3 separate regions of the Gossypium hirsutum genome follow, and regions 2 and 3 are each linked to region 1. Evidence: chromatin contacts called from public Hi-C data. All regions are on one chromosome and are shown on one strand. The core of a region is the stretch at or near the end of the contact, and the rest is flanking DNA. Distances in the headings are between cores, read along the strand shown. Region 1 holds the start of LOC107938527. Region 2 holds the start of LOC107922981 (transcription factor MYB4). Region 3 holds the start of LOC107922970 (charged multivesicular body protein 7).

Region 1 (2,700 bases), core at 79-2,578:
TGGCAGTCCTTGATTTATTACATAAGGCGTATCAATTTATGTGACCTAAAGAATCGAATGCATTAATAAAGAACAGCTAGTAGCAAGTCTAGAGTGACGTGCCACAAACATGTTAAGTCCCCGCTAAGGTTTTCGAATTGAATTGGTAAGTAGAATTGATTATATCAAAAATCAATTAAAGTATTGATTTAGAATAAAACGTTAGTTGAATGATTTATAATTTAATACAAATTATTGAATTGAATTAAAAAATTAATTAAATTAAAAGATTTTTTTTTAAAATTTATTTAATTTAATTAATTTAGTTTTGAAAACTTTGGTTGTTGGTTAAAGATATTAGCATGAACTGATCCTAATATGTCTTCAATTCTAAGTCCAATTCATCAAGTGGGGTTAAGTTTCGACATTTTTATTAGTAATAATGTTTGATGTATTGTCAGTATATGAGTTTAATACACCTAACATTATTACCGAATAATTTCATTCCATCTCATCATTAAATAAAAAAAATTATGAAAAAAAATTATTTAATTCCATAAATATTAGTTAAAAGATAATTGTTTGGTGCATTGATTTAAAAAGAAAAATTAATTCCATAAATGAGATTAAAAAAACCATTAAATGATGTTAATTTATATTAAATATTTTAAAATAAATCTTTCTTGTAGGATTAAAAAGCTCGTTAAAGTATATGAGAGGTCCCTGCATTATAGACACCAAATCAATTTAATCCCTATATTGTTAAAAAGAATCAAATAAGTCTAAATTGTATAAGAGTTAACATTTATTGTATAAAAAATATTTATTATTCGTTTCAGTTGTAATTCAATTCCAAATAAAAGATTTCGTTTACAAAATCATAAAAGAAGTTTTAAAATGTTAACTCTTTTAAATAGTAAATTATATTTTTTAAACATGAAATATTAGCTCTATTCTAATGGGGCATTTGTGGATTCTTTTTAATAATACAATGACTAAAATGATCCATTTAATAGTATAAGAATTAATTTGATTAGGTCCTTATAATAGAGGGACCTCTGAAATATATTCACCATTCTATATAAGGTTAGACTTGAAAATTTTATTAATTCATATTTCAGACCGAGCCAAGCCTGAACAAAGAAAATATCTAAAACTACTATTATTTAAGTCTGGCCCATAACTATATCTAACCATATTCCTCGAAAAAAAGCCTTACGTGGACCAAAACTTAGAAACCCCATTTTACGTAATTTTGGGGCCTATAAAACCCATTTCATTTCGGCCCACCATATGGATATCGACACGAAATAAATCTAAATTTGGCGCGCGCTTCTCAATCCAAATTTGAAAAACGAGAGGATCTCTTCTGAGCATTCTCCTCAATTTTCAACTTTCAACTTCGATTCTCGCTCTCACTTTCTCTGCGGTATGAAATTTTTCTTTATGATTTAATTGTTCGATTAATTTTATAACGCGAAGAAATTTTTTCTTTTTTCCTTTTTTTAGTCAAATTTTCCTTCACTATTTTTGGTTTTGATGATGAGAGATATTCAGTTTTAACTTTTAAGGATAAAATGGAAAGTGCAACGAATGAAGCTTCGAGAAAACGCAAGAAACCAGACGTAAAAGCTTCCTTGATTTCTCTTCTTATTTTTTCTTTATTTTCTTTTTATTTTCAATCAAATTAGTATGTGATTTTGTCCTAAAACGTTAGGTGGGAGAGAAACAAGAAGATCACATAAGCAATGGAACTATTATGGAGGAAATAACAGAGAAAGAACAATCTGAGGCAATCATCGTTGGATCTGAAGAAATGGAATTCAATGTCTCTCACATTCTTAAAAAGATCAAGCGCTTCACTCAACTGGTAACTGTAATTTTGCATAAGCAGCTAGATATTCACAATAATTTTAATTATTTCATTTCCTTTTTAATAATTTCATGGAGGTCTCGGAGCTGTTAGAATCAGAAAAATCAATGTTCAAGGAATTGAGTAACGATTTTGAAGAGCGGCTAATCATGTAAGATTCTACACCTATTACGTATGTATTCAAATCTAAAATCGGAGGAGATTTCTTTTTTAAAAAAAATTGTTTTATTTTAATATTTTTTTGAAGGATACATAAAGAACAAATGGAGAAATGGCAGGAAGAGATCAAGGAACTGAGACTGATGGATGCATCAAATGAGGAGGCAACTGCTCTGTTGAGTAATGCTCGTTTTTTACTTCAGAATCCCTTTTCTGAATCTTGAAAGGTAAAATCTCCTAAGGTAATCCAATTCCAATTAGCACTTTCTTTCTTTTTTTCATGGAAATCAAGTGAAGTGAGATTTGTTAATGCAAGTAATTAGTTTTAATCAATTTGAATAGTAGATTAGTTTCAAACATTTTGAATCCTTGATTCCTTACCTGTTTGGCTAATGGAATTATAATATGCGAAAATTGTTTGTGAGGTAGTTTATTCATATGTAAATTCAGCTCTTAGCAATAGATATGATGATTCGGATCCATATATTCATTGCTCTTTTCACTATTGAGCAGACAATTTTCTTCCCTTTAAGCCATGACTTATTTTGTTATGTTACTTGTGTATATTTTTAAAAATATCATTCTGCTATTAGTAAATATAATATGAGTAATTTGTAGAATTAATTTATGTTTTTCTTTTGAAATTTCAGTTTTGACCCCAATAATAATAATAAAATTTTTTATGTCAA
Region 2 (2,700 bases), core at 186-2,685, 130 kb after region 1:
TTGATAAATTTTTTTTTTTGTATCAGACCAATGTACATGAAAACGAAGGCAAAAATTTAAAAAAAAAAAATTTTGGGGTACATACACACCCCTAAATATGTCCAAAAGCTGCTGCTGTGAGTCTCTGCATATCCTTACCACATATGTCTGGATTTTGTAAAGGTTCATGTTGTAGTGGTAGCTGCTGTTGTCGGGTCTGAGGCCACCACATATCGTTTGATGATGATGATGAACTATTCGTTAAGTAACAAGGCTCTGATTTGATCTCGATATTGTAATAAGATTGTGGGGTTTGATTTTGTAAAGCAGCCGCCATTAATAAAGGGTTTTTAAGAAACTCAGTCCATTTGGTTTCTTCTTCTTCTTCTTCTTCTTCTTCTTCAGTTTGTGTTTGAACCAATCCCCAAGTTGAGTTATTGGCTGAGCCACCGGTGGTGGTTCCATAGTATAAGGGTCCATAAGAGGCGGTCATGGGCGGTGGAAATTCAGGGTTGAACCAGTTAGAGGAGAGCTGTGGTGGTGGTGGGGGCGGCGATGTATATTGATGAATTGGATGATGACCCACCAAAGATGGCTTGTTGCTTCCACTTCCTTCGCCATTTTCGACCTCGGAGAGTGGCTTGTGAGTGACAGGGTCGATGCCTTTCTGTTTAAGCTTCTTTTTCAAACAAGAGTTCCATAGGTTCTTGATTTCATTGTCGGTTCTTCCTGGTAATCGTGCAGCAATTTGAGACCACCTAATTGAAAACCGAGAAAAACCCAGAATTCTCCATAAAAATCCCAATAAGAAGAAGAAGAAACATATATATATATGTGTGTATATGTATATGTATATGTATATACCGATTCCCCAAAACTGCATGAAGTTCAATTATGAGATTTTCTTCTTCTTGTGAAAATGTGCCTCTCTTTAAATCAGGCCTTAAATAATTAATCCACCTCAACCTGCAACTCTTCCCACACCTCTGTAACCCTGCCAAATCATCCATATTTTTTTATAAACAATTCATCAACACATACATGCATACATACATATATGTATATGTATATGGTACCTACCAGCTTGTTTAGGGATGGAGCTCCAGCAACCATGGCCATACTTTGTAATATGCCTTAAAAGCTTTTCATCTTCTTCAGGGGACCAAAGACCTTTCCTAAGCTTTTGCTTGTAACAACAAGATTGCCTTCCCATTTTTGAGACCAGACCAAAGTTACAATGAGTATAAGAAAAAGATACAGACAGAACAGAACACACACTTCACTGATTCCTAGGTGGAAAATTTGTCAGATATCAAACAACCATGTTTTCTTTTTTGCATATTAGAATGAAAGATGTGGATTTTGGTTAAGGAGAAGCAAGAAAAATGAAGATGTTGCTTAGAAAAGGGCGTCGAATTAATATATAAGAGAGAGAAAAGGCGCATTCAAATAAGCCCCCCCACCTCTTTTTATTTATTTATTTATTATCATTCTATCATATGGGGTCGGAGATGAGTTAACCCGAGTTGCATGTGTCTCACCAAAAGAACTGCGATTGATGTCTTCTCCGGTGGGACATTTTTTTTTATTATAAAAAATTCATCCATAAATTATTAATTTTGTTTTAATTTAAAAAGATAATATCAATAATAAGTAAGAGTACAATATAATATAAAATTATCAACCAATTTCAGACATTAAGCTAGAAACCTCAGCCATCATAATGTCATGCACTGTTCAATAAGGTTCTTCAAAAATCCTCAATACAACAACTATTGTTATAGTCAAACTCTTCATACTATTCACCACATAATTCTTTATGCCTCAAGACATGATTCACACGAAAATCCTTTATCTGTTGCAAACATTCCCTCACTCTATTCCATAGTTAACTTTGATCCAGAGTTTGACCATTTAAGAAATTAACTGTTTTTATACAATTTATCTCAAGGATCTCGAAGTCTCAATAGATTAGCTTCGAACATTTTTCGTCAGGATGGAGGGAAAGGAGGCATTGTAGTTTACTTTCGAAAATAAAAATTTTCATACAAGGGGTTTAATTTTTAAGAAATTATTAGTATAACCCCTAAATTTTTTTATTCATTTCTAATCCATAAAAAACAAATTTTGGCCCCTGATTTCCCCCCTTTATCATTATCTGAAAATGGAAATGCATTGTTGACAAGGACAATCACCATAAATGAGAAACAGAGCAAAGCTGCTATCTTTTTCATATATACATATAAATACATACATGTACATGTACAATATTGAAAGTGACTACGTAGTTTGTATTTTATGAAATCAACCAACATATTTTTCAGTAACATGAACTGCAACAACAGCTATCAGGTTTATCAGCAAGGAAAATTATAGCCCAACCCCACCATTCTTTTTGGTACAATATGACTTTATACATCACCCTGAAAAGCTCAGACTTTAATGGTGGAACGTGTCATTAAGTTTAGCGGGACTAGTTATAATTTTCAAAAAACATAAATATTTTAAAAAACTCAAATGAAATTTGCCAAAAAATTGAGGGAGGGGGATTAGTTAAAATTTTTAAACACTTTGAGAGTATTGAAGGGAGCTAATTAAATTTTTTTTTTAAAAATTGAAGAGCATAATGAAAATTTTTCAAATTTTAGGCAAAATTCCAAATCATTAGCTGTCTTAAAAGGCATGGCCCGCATTGAAATGTAAAATCCGTTGGAATCTTTA
Region 3 (2,700 bases), core at 122-2,621, 200 kb after region 1:
TTTGAAATAAATGTTACTATTAACTTTTCAAAAAGAATTAAAATCATGAATAAAACATTAATTCCTTTAACGATGTAGGCATAGGAACCTGCACACTTCATGCTAATATGACACTATTTGTTTTATATGTCACGTTAATAAATAATTTTAAAATTATAAAAATATTTTAAAATAAAATTTTAAAAATATAAAAAGAATTCAAAAAAATAGTATAAAGAACACGTGGATTGCCGTATGGGCTACCATGTTTTTTGTCATTAAAAAAATAACAATTGAGCTCTTTTTTAAAAAGTTAATGGTCAATTTCTACTTTTTATAAAAGATTGAGGGTTAAATTTAACTTAAATAAGAATAAAGGCTAAATATAAATATTCGAAACTAAATTTATCATTATACTTAAAAAAAAAAAAGGAGAAGTGAGTTTAATAATCAAATTTACTCCTATAGTTTAACAAATTGGAGCATCACATAAAAAAAAAACCAACAACAATCTCAACAAATAACATCACAAAAATTAACCCTACATAATTGATGAAGAAATTACATTTAATCAAAATAAGTTTATAAGATAGCTCATATCTTAAATTGATGTAGTACTTAATTGTGATATATGGATGTGAGTTTTTGCTATTTCTTGTATTAATTTAATTTTATATTTTAACTGATTGAATATATATATATATTTGTAAATATGTTACATTTTGTGATCGTGACATCCTAAAAAAAATATTACTCAATTTTTTTACCATCACAATATTAACACGGGGATTAGAAAAAGAATAACATAAAAAGATTAATTTTTGTAAAGTATTAAGTATCTATTTTTGATAAATTAAAATAAAGATAATTTTTTTTATTTTTCTTAAAAACTTTTTTATTTTCGTAAAATACAAGCATCAACTTCTCATAAATTAAAATAGAGATTAATTTACTGGTTTTGGGGAGGAATATACCTGTTCATGGCTCCACAGCTCGCCCGATCTAATTGGGACAAAATTTTTATGTTTTGGGCTAATTTGAATTTAATTTAAATGATAAAAAATATTTTTAAAATTAAATTTAATTATAAAATTATATAAAATATTAATATTAAAAATAATTTTAATAAATTTATTAATTTTTAAAAATCGTAAAATAGGTTTTTTTTTTCAAGTTGAGCCCGATAAAATAGGTAAAGGGTTTTTTTTTTAAAAAAGAAAACTTGACCCTAACGTAACCCCAGCTAGTAACATTTTAAAATAATTAATTTCTCTCATTTAAAAGACCTAAATACCCTAATAATGTTAAAAAAAAAAAGGCCGTGAAAGATTTCAATTGGGCTTGGATCCAAGTTTTGATCCGCTTCACAATCCAAATCGCATTTGAATTTTCCTTTTTAATTTTTCCTAGTAAATTTCTCGAGAAAATTGCAAAAACCTAACGGAAGCATTTGGGTTGAGCGGGAGGTCAATTGAATTTTTCCATTTTCAGAAGAAAAATGGATTCGAAATCAGTGAAGGAATTCATAAGAAAAGAAGTACCTGATTGGGACTATGAATTAATCGCAACGGCCCGTTTTAAAGCTTTTAGCGGTCAAAAATCCGATTGGGAACCCAAATTCCAGTTCTGGAAAAATTTGATCGTAAAAATCGCCCGCCACTTTGGTGTCTTCATCATTTCCCCTCCCCAGGTTTTCAATTTTCTACTTATTTTTAACTTATAAAATTGGTCTTTATTTCGTTTTGCCTATAAATTGTTTTGTAGGTGAAAAATGAGTGGTTTAATAGAGGAGGCTTAACTCCTTTGTGCATTGATCACGTATTGGTGAGCTAAATTATGGGTTAATTTGATTGTTTTGTTTTATGGAATTTTTGGGTTTTATTATTTTGATGAAAATTTCAGTTTATTATGTATAATGAAGGTGAAATAACTCGAATTTCGGACATGGTGGGTCCTTATAGTGGGAGAATAACTCAATTATTTTATAAAGTGAAAAGCTTGATGAACAGATCAACAATGTCTCCTGAAAGTATCCTTCTTGAAGATTGTCTGATTCTTACAACATTGTTGAAGGTTTGCAACATGTTTGTGAAAAGTACTATTTCATGAACTAAAAATTGGAATATTTGAACTGTTTTAATCTAATTGTTCTTAGGAGAAAGCTGATGAAGTGATTAAGTGTTTGTCCGAAAGTCACTGGAATTCATATTGCGTTGTTACGAGGAACAAGTTCGAGAGTATGTGTGGAGGACAAAAGGAAGGTTATGCTGTGTTGAGTTACTTGTCAGGGTGCAGGAAAGGTCGATATCTCTCCACCACCAAGAAAGAACTAATCGAGGTGTGTGCTACTTTTTGTGCCGATAAACTGGCTTGAGTTATAAAGTCTTTGCAAATTTTTTGTTATTGCAAGTAATCTGATTTATTGCAGGGTATAAAAGTTTCCCTTTCGTCAGCTGTGGTTTCTGGTGTCTCGAGTTTAGATTTTGACACTCTCCACCTCATTTGGACTCAAGAAAAACTTCAACAACAACTCGATGTGATCGACCGGCGCTGGGAAATGTAATCTTTCTTTTGAGTTTTTTGGTCTTATTTCATCTGCTGAATTATGGTCAATGCATATGAAGATGGTTAATGGTTAATCGGTTTAGGACAAGAGTCAGTTGCACTATGCTGACTGGTTCGGAAGTTCAGTTTAACTCTTTTTTGAACTGAGAATATTTC

What was found. Hi-C and Micro-C count contacts between places; a contact is called where the count stands out from the background.
Region 2: a contact with region 1 is called in a Hi-C map of leaf, with 2.1 times the contacts expected there. The contact joins the promoter of LOC107922981 here to the promoter of LOC107938527 in region 1. A contact is called at or near these places in 2 of 34 Hi-C or Micro-C datasets (both in leaf).
Region 3: a contact with region 1 is called in a Hi-C map of leaf, with 4 times the contacts expected there. The contact joins the promoter of LOC107922970 here to the promoter of LOC107938527 in region 1. A contact is called at or near these places in 15 of 34 Hi-C or Micro-C datasets (anther, callus, fibers and 3 more).

Annotation. Positions count from the first base shown.
Region 1 is chrA12:83,279,701-83,282,400 of Gossypium_hirsutum_v2.1, forward strand. LOC107938527 reads left to right here and starts at 1,329. Exons shown (of 5, transcript XM_016871712.2): 1 at 1,329-1,408; 2 at 1,537-1,604; 3 at 1,697-1,849; 4 at 1,930-2,003; 5 at 2,100-2,534. The coding sequence starts at 1,557. The coding sequence ends at 2,235.
Region 2 is chrA12:83,410,630-83,413,329 of Gossypium_hirsutum_v2.1, forward strand. It overlaps LOC107922981 (transcription factor MYB4), which reads right to left and starts at 1,436. Exons shown (of 3, transcript XM_041082891.1): 1 at 1,060-1,436; 2 at 844-973; 3 at 1-737. The coding sequence starts at 1,192. The coding sequence ends at 92.
Region 3 is chrA12:83,477,179-83,479,878 of Gossypium_hirsutum_v2.1, forward strand. LOC107922970 (charged multivesicular body protein 7) reads left to right here and starts at 1,372. Exons shown (of 8, transcript XM_016853174.2): 1 at 1,372-1,669; 2 at 1,744-1,803; 3 at 1,882-2,052; 4 at 2,135-2,317; 5 at 2,408-2,538. The coding sequence starts at 1,478.